2 separate regions of the Mus musculus genome follow, and region 1 is linked to region 2. A link is a contact called in public Hi-C data. All regions are on one chromosome and are shown on one strand. Each heading gives the region's core, a stretch centred on a gene start, on an enhancer-like site or on the middle of the called end of the contact. The rest is flanking DNA. Distances are from core to core; before and after follow the strand shown.

Region 1 (6,048 bases), core at 2,487-4,986, 130 kb before region 2:
CACCACAGCTGGTGAGGACTTTGAGTCTTATTTGAGGGCAAATAAGAGTCCCAGTCTAGCCCCACGCCAGCCTCTTTAGAGGCTTGTGAAGTGAACCTGGCGGTGAGATGCACAGACACCCACGTCAGGACTGGACCCTCCCTCCTCAGCTTCCAGGAGAGCCACAGGATGCTACTCACAGATTCTGCTCACTGTGGAAAGGAAGAGGCACTGCCAGGACAGAGTTCATCAGACTTGGTGGACAGAGAAAGAGGTGCTAAAGGTCTAGGCTCCTTGCCTTAATCCTGACAGACTTCCAGGGGTCCTCTCCCCTCCAGGTTCCTGTGGGTGGGATGGGGTGGGACACTGGTCATTGTGATGAAGTCTCTCTATACCTCCTCCTGGCCCTGAAATCCCTTCTTTCACCAGTGACCCCCTTCTCTGACCCCCAAACCGAGATAGATTCCTTTGTCATATGCTCATGGCTCCTCAGCGAGCTTTTATAACCAGCATGCAGTCTGGCCAGTGTCTGCCTCCTCCGTGAACTCTAACAGCCCCCACGGGTGGGAGCCGTAGCTGATCCGATTCTCTATTGCCTTCTACCGCGCCAGCAAGTGCGTTTGAAATAATTGTCGAGTGAGCAAGGAACTTTACTATGCATCTAATCTAATCCTTTAGGAAGCCTTCAACTTTACGTAGGTCTGGAGAGTGTCTCCTTTGTTCACCCAATAAAATATATTTACAAAGAAGAACAAAGTCCTACCTCTCGACATCAAAATCATTCCAGATGCTTCAAAGATGTTTGTCTGTGAGAAAATAAAAGCAGTAAAGAGCTAGGGGAAAGAGGAGTGTGTGTGTTTTAGAAATGGATTTTTGAGGCACCTAGGGACTTTATAAGCATGACACAGAAAATGAAACCAGGGAGAAAAGGTTGTTATTCATGATCACACAAAATTCCAGAGCTTTATAAGGGGAGATAATGAAGAAGCTGGGTGTGGTGGGGCATGCCTGTGATCCCCACCACTTGGGACGTGGAGGCAGGAGATCAGGGTTCCAGATCACTCTAGGCTACATAAAAACCTGTCAGAAGGGGTCTGTCTGTGTGTGGTGAGGGCATGAGATCAACTGGGGACGTAGCTGGGCTGATTGTGTACTCGCTTCTGTATAGCAGCACCACCTGAACCAGACTCAGTGTCTCATGGCAATCTCAGCACTCAAGGTCACCCTGGGGCACAAATCAAAGGCAGAGCCTCCTAGGCTATGGGAGACCTTGCCTTTTTTCCTTTTAGATTTCTTTTATTTTTAATTATATGTACATGTCTCTGTGTGGGTAAGTACATATGAATGCAGGTGCCTGTGGAGAGCAGGAGGTAGCAGATCACCCCCAGAACTGTCATTACAGGCAGTTATGAGCCACCCGGTGTGGGCATGAACTGCCCGGTGTCGGTGCTGGGATGGAGCTCAGGAGCCATGGTCCTCTGCAAAAGCAGTAGGTGTGTGCCGGTGTCAAATGCCTTCAGTTTCAGCACTCTGAGGTTAGATGCAGGGGGGTTCTGTGAATCTGAGGTTAGTCTCACTTACATAGTGAGTTCCAGGTCAGCTGGGGCTGCATGGTGAGACCCTGTCACAACAACAACAACAACAGCAGCAACAACAACAACAACAACAAAAAGCAGCATATGTGGAGATCACAGGGTCTCCAGCCTCATGAGACCTCGTCTCCAAAAGCTAAATAAAGTATCTGTAACAGCTATATGATAGGAAGCAAATTAATCTATAACAAGAAATCCTTGCTAATAAGAAATTAAAAAAAAAAAAACAATCTGGGACTGGTTCAGTGGCTAAGAGCGCTTGCTGCTCTTGCGGAGAACCCAGGTTCGATCCCAGCAGCCACACCAGCTGGCTCACCATTCTCTGTGACTCCAGTTCCAGCGGGAGCTGATGCCTTTTTCTGATCTCCCCGGGCATCAGTCTCGTACCCGACGCACAGGGATACATGCAGGTAAAACACTCACATGTGTAGAAGAGAAATACTTAAATCTCTTAAAAATTTATTTTTTAAAAAAGGAAAGAAAATCATATAAAGTGGACAAACCTGATAAACTCCAGGGAAACTGCTTTGTATTCTGCACTATCCAAGATGAGACAATCACGCAATGCCATTTTTTTTTTCCACCAGAAGTGTGACTGGGTTAAAATCATTGATAATAACCACCAGTTCTTGGCAAGGGTATCAGGAGGAAGCAAGAGATTCATTCACACTCATTGGCAAAACTTTTGACTTGCACTCTTTAGATTGCTTCTTGGCAATATCTGTTAAATTAAAAATATCAGTCACCTCCTTTGGCTTGAAATCGTCCTTCTAGGGAAGTACCCAAAGGCACGCGTTAGGACAGAGTGCGCAAAGCTGGGTGTTCCTATGTAAGACACCGGGAGTGCTTTGTCAGTGGGGATTTGTTACACAAGAGGCCATCAATCCACAGACTAAGATTCTAAATATTTCAAAGAATGAGGTAGTGCTCTGATCCTGGATGGTTTTATGTCAGTGTGACACACACACTAGAGTTATCGGAAAGAAGGGACTCTCAACTGAGAAAATGTATCCGTAAGCTCTGGATGTAGGGCATTATTAAAATTAGTGATTGATAGGGAGACCTCGGTGCATTGTGGGTAGTACCATCACTGGGCTGGTGGTCCTGGATTTTATAAGAAGGCAGGCTGAATAAGCCATGAGCCAGTAAGCAACCCATTCATGGCCTCTGTATCAGGTCCTGCCTCCAGGTTCCTGCCTTGCTTGAGTTCCTGTCCTGATGTCCTTCGGTGATAAGCAGTGATGTGGAAGTGGAAGTGGAAGTCAGATAATCCCTTCCCTCCCCAAGTTGCTTTGGTCATGGTGTTTCATCACAGCAGTAGTGACCCTACCAAGAATCCTCTCTAGGTACTAAAATGTCCTGCCTCGTACAGAAGTGTGTGCTATGTACTTTCTGAAGACATGGTCGGGCTCGTAACAGACAGAGAGGAGAAAACACAGAAACTGTATCTAAGAATACGTAACACCAGTGTTCACAAATGAAAGGCCAGGGGCCAGTGAGATGGCTCAGCAGGCAAGGGCACTTGCTGATAAACCTGATTGACCTAAGTTCCATCCTTGGAACCCACATCCCTGGCCTCCTCCCCTGCTTTATTTTATTTTATTTTATTTTATTTTATTTTATTTTATTTTATTTTTTAAAGACAGGATCTGGCTGTCTAAAAACCACCAGTTCTTGGCAAAGGTACCGGGAGGAAGCAAAGGATTAATTCACATTCATTGGCAAAACTTTTGACTTGTACTGTTTCGAGAGCTTCATGGCAGATCCTGACTCCTAATTCTCCTGCCTCGGCCCCTATTGCTGGGATGACAGACTTTTTGTGCCACTGCCCGCAGCCCTTATTTTCTATGTCTCGTATCTCAGATGTGTTTGACTTAGTGGTAAAGAGTGACTTTTGAGACACCAGAGAAGGACAGCAGGTACAAAGGTCAGAAACAATGGGAGGCAGTCAGGGCTGAGCTAACCACAGCCCCTAGGCAACTGCAGAGAGGAGACTGGTGAGAAGGGTGCAGCAGACAGCCTGGGTAGCCCTTGCTCTTCAGGGGAGAACAGGGCTCCATCTGTGCTAGCTTCTTCTTCCTCTGAGCCACTGCTGGGGCCTCCTCCTGTCTGCGTATCTCTGACTGCAGCTCAGTCCTGTATCCTTGCCTCTCCTTTGGTTACGCTCTTTCCTGTGGTTTTGCCTGTGCTCCTGGGTATAGAAACCAAGGTACAGGCTCCAGCAGTTCCTTCTGCTTGGTCTTCCTCTGCGTCCAGGCTCAGTGAGTCACTGCCGTGTTGGAGCCCTTCACCTAGGGGCTTCTTTCTTAGTCTGTTTTGTGGCTATGATGAAGTACCTGAGGCTGGGTAGTTGACACAGAATGGAGGTTTATTTGGCTCATGTTTCTAGAGGCTGGCATGTGTGGTTCTAGCCCCTGCTTGGCATGTGCTACATAAAGAGTGCCATCCCCGGTTTCTCTTCCTCTTCCTATAAAGTCACAAAAAAGGTCACGGGGCTCCACCCTCATGACCTCTTCTGATCCTAACAACCTCCCCAAGGCCCCACTTCCAAAGACCATCATTTTGGAGTTTCAATTCCCAGCAGTCAAATCATAGTGGCAGCTGAGACCTAACACAGCTTAGTGCTGCCTGGGCATGGTGGCCCCCACCTGTGATTCTAACCCTTAGGAGGCTGAAGCAGGAGGATGGGAAGGTCTAGCCTATGCTGCACGTTAACAGCACCCCACTCCCAGCTTCTGACCGTGACTCACTGGACAGTCTTCTTGTTAGACAGTGGGGCCAGCTGCTCAGTGTGGTGTTCAAGTCTCTTCTGCTCTCCACTTTCTTTCCCTACCACCCCTCTTTCCCTACTCTTCCATTAGCAAAGTTGTTATGTCTTATTTTTAAAAAGATCCGGCCTGGCAAGGTGGTACTCATGTTTGGTCCCAACACTTAGAAGGTAGAGGCAGGCAGGTCTTTGAGTCAACCTGGTCTACATAGTGAGTTCCAATCCAGCTAGGGCTACATAGTGAGACCCCCCCGCGCCCCTAAAAAAGACCCGCTGCATCGGGGAAGATACCCACCCCCTCCACTTGCCATTATGATGTGCAAGCATGTGATGGAGAGACAGGAGAGAAAGAAAAGCCAAAAGGTTTGAGCCCTATGAAGAGAGGCAGAACTGGAGACTCGAAGGTGGAGAGGAACAGCCTGATCTGAACAGCCTGCCCTGCCGCCTGAGGCCATAATGAAGTCCCAGCCTATGCTGCTGCTGAGGGCTGTGTCTGGGACTGCGGCTATGCCGCAGCTGGGGTCTGTGCCGATGTCTGTGACTCATATTACCAACAAAGGCCAAGGGGACGTCCCTGGTCTAAGCTGCTACCTGGGACCCTGTTCATGACCAAGGGCTGTACAGAGCTGCCCCTGCCTCTTACTGGCTTTGGGTCCTGCACCATGCCTGGGAAGCACAGCAGAGCTGACCTTGGTGGTGGGGGCACAAGTGAGCTTGCTCTAGGGCATGAGAGTGGGAGGGCTGGGCCTGCCCCTTGCCAGATTTGGCATTGGGTGAGCTATGGCAGCAGTGCTGGATAGAAGCGAGCTCCTAGTAGTGTGGATACAGAACTGGCTGGCTGACCAACTCAGCTACCACACAGGCCCAGATCCAGGGCTTTGAGATGGCCCACCCTGACATCTACCCCATCTGTGAACTACTGGAGCTTGTGAAGGGAGGGGCCAGTCCTAAAGATCCAAATCTGCAGGATCTCCATGACACAGAAAAAACAGGATAGCAGAGAGGAGTCCCGGTGAGGATCCAGTATTGATGGTATAGTGGAAGCCAGAGGCCTGGAACCAGACCAAGGACTCATTGCAATGAACATTTGCAAATAAAGATGTGTGGATAAACTACAGCTTCCTCAAGATTTGGTTTTGGTTTTGTTTGTTTATTTTTTTATTTTTATTTTTGTTTTTTAAATTTTCTCTTAGGGGGAGGTTGCAATGGCGGAGGGCAGATACAAAGAGATGGGGAGATGAGTGGGGTTGGGGTCTATGATGTGAAATTTACAAAGAGTTAGTGAGATGTTTAAAAAAAAGAAGACAATTAAGAAATAGAACCTATTAATTCCTTATCTCCGTTACTTTTGCTGCCTTTAGTTCTAACAGTGGGACCAGACAATGACCACTCAAAGGAGAACCAGGAGAGGAGTTAGCTGCTAGCGCCCGCCCACGTTTGCAGTGTCCAAGGCAGGCCGAGCACTGGGAAAGCTTTAGTGTAGATGGAAGGAAAAGCTTCAGGTGAGCCCTAATTGGAAATTATTGATGCAGAGACTCTGAAGGTGGGCCAAGCAGAAGTGGGGCACCCCATGGATACTATTTATTCATTTCCTATTCATGTAATAGAATAATGGAGGCTGGGGAACTTACAAAGAAAAGAGGTTTATTTTGCTCACAGCATGAGGATAAGAGGTAAGGCTCTGGTGAGGACACCCTGAGTCAGACACGT
Region 2 (6,109 bases), core at 2,549-5,048:
GGAATTGATGCTGCGGTGTTGTGGGGGTGTTGTGGGCCCCTCCTGCAGAGAGCTGGGAGGCCAGTGCTCCCTGCTCTGGCCCAGTACCATCCCTGCTGGGGCCTGAGGTCTCCCAGCAAGCAAACCTGTCCAAACCCTGCCTGGAACTTTAAGCTTCCTCTTTATCCTTCCACAGCTCCCAATATTTCTCCCTAGCCGGCAAGCCATCTGTTGGCAAGCTCTGGCTAGCCTGATCTAATTTAGGTGACCATGCATGCTTGTAAAAGAAATGGCGTTAATAAGTCACGGGGGTGTGAACTAGACCTGCCCACTGATCACTTCCTGGAATCTCTCTTAGAAATTTCTTTCTAGCTCTGGGATTTTTCCCCCTTTTTTGGGACAAGCTCTCATGTATCCCAGCCTGGTCTGAAACTCACTTTATGGCCAAGGCTGACTTTAAGCTTCTGAGCCTCCTGCCTCAACTTCCTCCTGAAGCACTACGCCCAGTTTATGCGGGGCTGAGATCAAAACCAGACCTGGGGCAAGCATCACACCAGCTGAACCACATTGCCAGTCCTCAGTTCTGGAATTCTTAACTCTTCGAGACAGCGGACAACATTGGCCCAAGCTGTGGCCTCTTCCGGAGTTTTGTGGGGTTTTCTGAGTTCCTTGACACTAGGACAAGATCACAAAACCACAGACTCGATTTGCTTCCTGCCGAGGGGCCTGAAGCTGCATAAATGTTGGTCACAATATAAATTCACTTCATTAAGAAGGTGCCCAGCTCAAAGCCAGGCGGGTGCTGGGGCGGGAGAGATGGTCAAACCACCCTCGGCTGTCAGAAGCTGACATAGGGTCCGTTACGGTGCCTGGGTGCGGAAATGCTGAGCACTGTGGAAGGATGAAGAGGAAGAGTATAGTTCAGGCAGGCTTCAGGCAGGCTTCTGGGGAGAAGAAGGAACTGCAATGAGAAAGATGGGCAGGAATCCTTTAGGAGAGGGTCTCTTAAGTGTCCTTCCATCGTATATTAGTCCCAGATAATCTTGGGGCTTCAGAATGGGCCCCCAAGGATCTCCTGTTCCAACCTCCACCTGTAGAGATGGAGGGGGTGGAAGGAGGGCGGGCGCCCCAGGTGGCAGAGGCTGAGTTGAGCTTGCAGCCTTGCTCATCTCCGCATCTCTGGCCTTGCAGGAGCACCCTCCAGCCATGAACCTGGACTCCAGCAGCAACCCATCCTCCACCACGTCCTCCACACCCTCATCGCCGGCACCTTTCCTGACCTCATCTAATCCCTCCAGTGCCACCACGCCTCCCAACCCGTCACCTGGCCAGCGGGACAGCAGGTTCAGCTTCCCAGGTACCACACCTCTGGGCTTTTCTGGGTCCCGAGGGATACCTTCAGATCTCTCCCCATCTCCCCCGAGAGCTGAGTCGGCAGAGCATCTGCTGAGCATAGGATTAATGCACTTCATACAGATGAGGACGCTGGGGTTAAGGAAGGAGGAGTGGCTGGCCCAGCAATGTACACAGAGCCTGGCTTCTTAGGATGACCCGGGATGCCAGCCTGGGCTTGGCGTAGTTTCTGCCCGGCATCATCCTCTCTCAGAGCTGATGTCTGAACTTGAGAGTGTCGTGATAGGCAGCAGGGAGCAAGAAACCTACAGTGCATCTGTTGCATACCCAGTTCTGTGCCTGGGTCTAGCTACGCAAAGACGATCTCACATCCCTTCCTGTGCCACCCAGAGACCATAGGGAATTAAAATAAGGTGGTCACCACTGAGCAGGTGAGGATTCCGGGCCCTGGGGCAACCCTGGAGGAGCAGAGCTGAGCCCAGCTGCCCTCAGAAGCTATGCTCAGATCCCGGTTGCCCCGGAACTGCTGGAAGAGGCCAGGATTGCATTCCTGTCTTACCATTGGTTCTGGTCAGCCACACTGGGCTGCCCTGTCTCCAGGGTGCAGAGCAAGGCCCACTTACCTACATGGCACTTAGCTGTCACCTTGGCAAGAGATGTCAAACCTCAGTCCTGGGCTTATCTGGTCTTTAGTCCTAATGGGAAATGCTGCACAGTGATGTTCCTGTTTGTTGTAGCCCACAGGATCCAGATCAGTCCCATCACTGGTTCCTAGAATTCTAAGCCCAGAAAGACAAGAGTACCACCACACCCCTCAACCCTTCACCTGGCTAATGAGACCGACACTAACCCTATATACAGCCAGCAGCTGGCCAAGCAGCCTCTGGCCCATTGGGGACTTTGGGACTTCTCTTGGGGGTGGCAAGGGGTAGGACTCTTCCGTCCCTTGTTCTTGTGCCTTCCTTAATATGCATGTGGCTGGATTGCTCCTAACAGTGCAGTGAAGTTTGTGCCCTGCGTACCACCCCACCCTCTGGTTTAACACAGCCACAGCCCCTGGATTCACTTCCTTTCCTGTTGCTCTGCCTTTACTCTCTGAACAAGTTCTGTTTGCTAAACCATCTAGTTTGGGTTTTCCACAGAAGGGCCAGTTTGAAAAGCAAGGGACACACACACAAAAAAAAGTCTTTTTTATTATATTGATCGGACCCTTTCCACTAACACAGATGACCCATAAAGGAGATGGGTTTCCTTCATCCCTTATGCAGAAGTGTCACCTTCTCCATGATCATAGTGGACTCACAGACAGATCCCTAGGGAACTGAGAAGGCTTGAACCCCTCCCACCACCTACCTGTCCTGTGCTGTCCAGGATCCTCATAGCTGTCCTGCACAGGAAAGCCTGGGCAAGCTCATATATCTCCCTTGTTCAATAAGGCACTGAGGGGTTAACTGCCTCCTCAGTCCCCAGAGCCTTAGCATGGAGTAGAGCCGAGGTTGGACTCTCCTAGAGTTCCAACTTCTTGCAAGGCCAAGGCAGGAGAATGGGGCCCATGTGTTTGAAACCAGCCCAAGCAAGATAGCAAGCATCTCAAAAACATAAGCAAGTGGTATGTCATGGTTCTAAGTCTGGAATCACAGCACTTAGCCCGATCCAGAACTCAGGCAGTGAGGTTAAGCTGTTTCCGGGCGGGGCCAGACTGAAGGGAACGAGGCTTTTCTGCACACACCATTGAACCTTGTCAAAGCCACTGATCTCCCTACTCTACCTGAGCCTCCTGACTCAAGGACATCTTTCTAGAATAAACCTGGTCCGAGCTTTTCCCCCATGCGCACTGGCCAGGGCTGTGCGGCTAGGGAACCACCGAGCTGGTGTGCTGCCGCCCCATCTCTAGTGCAGCATCACCACTCGGGGCTATCCACGCCCCGACTCTCTCCTAATTTGGGTCTCTTTCCTGGATGGCTCCACCTTTTCTCACCAGAGCCCCTGGGGCAGAGCCGCCTAAGCCAATAACCAGTGCCTGCTCCCCCCAAGCCCACGCCCCCCCTCCTCCCGCGCTGCCTGTGCACTGTGTGACTCACCTCCTCTTCTGTTTAAAGCTGCCTACTTCATTCATCATAGACAGCAGTTTATCTTCCCAGGTGAGTCTTCTGCGTGGGTCCACTAACTGCCCCTTGCTGGGACCCTCTCCTTCCCGCCGGGTGCCTTCTCCCCACACGTTTGAGTCCACTGCAGCTAGGCAAGAGGTTGCGAAGTCCTGGAGGTGTGGACCTTCATGTGGGCAGTACCTTGCTGGATGGGACTCTGGAGTCTGTCCATCCTCCCTAGTCTTTTACAGGGAACTGGTTCAGGGTCACACTGCTGTGAAGTGATAAGAGACAGATAAGAAAGCAGAACTCACACATTTGCAGAATGAGGGAGAGGAACTGCTTGCTGATGGTGCCTGGTGAATAATGAACAAGGCAAAGCCAATTAGGGAGAGTCTTACAGGCATTGGCATCTGTCAGCTGGCTTTGCCTTTCCCAGCCTTAACACACAGCGCCCCCTGCTGGCCGTCACTGGAACTACCTTCTCACTGCAGAAAGTTTGAAGAAAAAAAACTTTCATTCAATAAGGCATGGATTGATTCCCTCCTACAAAAAAAAAAAATCTATTTTTGCACACCTGTGCATTTGGCCATACTTCTTCACCTTCTGTCTGTATAGGATCAATGCTTTTCTCCTCCCGCTGGAAATACAGTATTTCCACACAGTGGGCTTTAGCTGACTCTAATAGTCTTTTTTTTCCTCTGGTTTGCCAAGACTGGAAGACTCAGTATTTGGGTATTCCAGGCCTTTCTATCTCCCAGATCAGCTCCATTCAGGAACTGAGTTGGAGCATTTGGCAACCCTTATCCCTGTAACGCTACTTGGGTGTGATCGCCAGCTGTCACAGCTTGGGAGATCCGCCCCTTTTGTATGATCCCCTACCTCCCAAGAGCCTTCCTAGTTACCATCTCTAGGCTATGTATACTAGTGTTCCTCCCCAACCGAGGAGCCACAGTGCTTTTTCCTGAATGGCCTGTTTTGTCCTGAAGGTGGGCGTAGAGCCCCATATACCAGTTGTAACAGGGACAGGTAGGAACAGACTGCACAATGTACTCTTAGCTTCCAAGAGCAGGTGTGAGGCTTCCCAGACGTCCGCCCACACCCCCACTTCCTACACTTCATCTAAGGCATGTGTAGCTTCTGGAATGTTCTGAGCACGTGTGGACATGCTGGCCTGGTAGTCTAGAGGCCATTATAGCGGTAGCCGGAGAGGCTGGAGATGTTTCTGAGGCCCGTGGACTCCCAACACTGACCAGGATGTCAGGCACATGTGTGCGTGCCCCGTTAAGAAGGCCCACAGCTTCTGTCAGAGTTTGGTTCCGCGGGCTGAGAAGGAAGGTTTTTGTCCGGGCAGGGGAGGGACTACTGACAGCTTGAGCAGTTTCTACTAACTGATCCTCTTTGTTGAAAGAGGGGAGCACTGACCCCTACCACCACTCTTCATGTAGCACTTCGCCTCCACTTTTGAGGGGACCATCTATTTCTGGTGCCCTAGAGGCGGGTCTTTATGCTACAACTAGACTACCTAGGGTCAGGGGTCAGCCTCAGCTGCCTGGCCTGGAGCCTCCTGGTACACAGACTGAATTCCCTCATCTTACCCAGAGCTATGGCACTAGCCACCCAATTGGGTGACCCGCAGCTATATACCGGATGTCGGTATCACAGGTGTTATCAGGTGCCATAGAGCTGCCGGCTCTGCCACTAGCTAGGCAAAGGGGGTCCCTACTTTAAAAAGTGACAGCTAGCCCTGCTTCCTACCAGAGGTAGTAGTGTTAGCTTTTGTCACTTGCAGAATCATTTGGGCCCAGGGCATTGGTATTAATTATTGGGGTCTCTCTAGAGTCACTCACGTGGAGCCTCTGCCAGGGGCAGCGATGTAGACCAAAGGCTGTAGACTGAGTCTGTGGCAGCTTACAGAACGCAGTAAGCTCCTGGTGGAAGTGGCCTGAGGAGCAGCGGCAGCTCAGGAGAGAGGGGGTGCCCTGGTGTGCCGGTCTTTGGGGATGAAGGCAAGCTCTCTCTCACTCTGCTCCTGTTCTTTTTTCCTACAGACATTTCAGCCTGTTCTCAGGCAGCCCCGCTGTCCAGCACAGCCGACAGTACACGGTATGAACCCTCCCCAGCCATCTCCCAACCCACCCCTAAATTTCTGACCCTCTGAGCCTGGGAGTCAATCGCCTCCTGGCAGAACAGTGAGCCCTGAGTGGGGCTGGGTATACAACGGCAGCAGGCTTGTGGCCCTCGAGGGAACGGAGGTGAACAGAGACTAAACATAACCCCTGCCTCTGGATCCCCTCTCCATTAGGTTTCCTTGAGCACTTGGCTCCGGGTCGCTCAGTTCTCAGCCAGTGAAGTAGGTCTCCCAGAGGGTGCAACCACTCTGAGGGGTTAGATGACACGAGTTAACATAGCAAGGATGTGATAGCCAGGTCCCAGAGGCAGGAATGTGGGGCCCTGCACCAAATGCCCACCCTCATCCTCACCCACTCCAGTCAGCCTCCTGCCTGAGTCCCCAGCATCCACATTGCCTTATCCGCCCCGCCCCCCCCCACCCCCCCCCCCCCCCCCGCCCAGCCCAGAGTCTCCTTGACAAAGCCCATTTCACTCTTAGGCTCGACGACCAGCCCAAAACAGATGTGCTAGGTGTTCACGAAGCAGAGGTGAGTAGGAGCACCATGTATGAGACCCAA

The links. A called contact is a pair of places that touch in the nucleus more often than the background predicts.
Region 1: a Hi-C map of bone marrow-derived macrophages shows a contact between it and region 2, with 51 read pairs. The contact joins two enhancer-like sites. A contact is called at or near these places in 4 of 15 datasets of contacts at CTCF or cohesin (CD8 T cells, large pre-B cells, pro-B cells and 1 more), 29 of 484 Hi-C or Micro-C datasets (B cells, the C2C12 cell line, CD4 T cells and 16 more), 9 of 115 datasets of contacts at active chromatin or transcription factors (the HPC-7 cell line, acute myeloid leukemia, embryonic stem cells and 3 more) and 1 of 9 other capture datasets (embryonic stem cells).

Annotation. Positions count from the first base shown.
Region 1 is chr11:79,159,254-79,165,301 of GRCm38.p6, reverse strand. No RefSeq gene overlaps it. Among named protein-coding and RNA genes, the nearest start is that of Ksr1, 16 kb to the right of the region's middle. Within about 2 kb of position 3,736, at least 12 of the 459 cell types and tissues checked have an H3K27ac peak or open chromatin away from gene starts, as enhancers often do. A contact at or near this core is called in bone marrow-derived macrophages and extraembryonic ectoderm, where this site is marked.
Region 2 is chr11:79,028,445-79,034,553 of GRCm38.p6, reverse strand. It overlaps Ksr1 (kinase suppressor of ras 1), which reads left to right. Exons shown (of 19, transcript NM_013571.3): 10 at 1,171-1,336; 11 at 5,471-5,525; 12 at 6,031-6,079. It overlaps Gm11201 (predicted gene 11201), which reads right to left. Exons shown (of 6, transcript NR_045873.1): 4 at 3,821-3,907; 5 at 3,414-3,693; 6 at 1-2,111. Among named protein-coding and RNA genes, the nearest start is that of Gm11201, 7.9 kb to the right of the region's middle. Within about 2 kb of position 3,798, at least 118 of the 459 cell types and tissues checked have an H3K27ac peak or open chromatin away from gene starts, as enhancers often do. A contact at or near this core is called in bone marrow-derived macrophages and extraembryonic ectoderm, where this site is marked.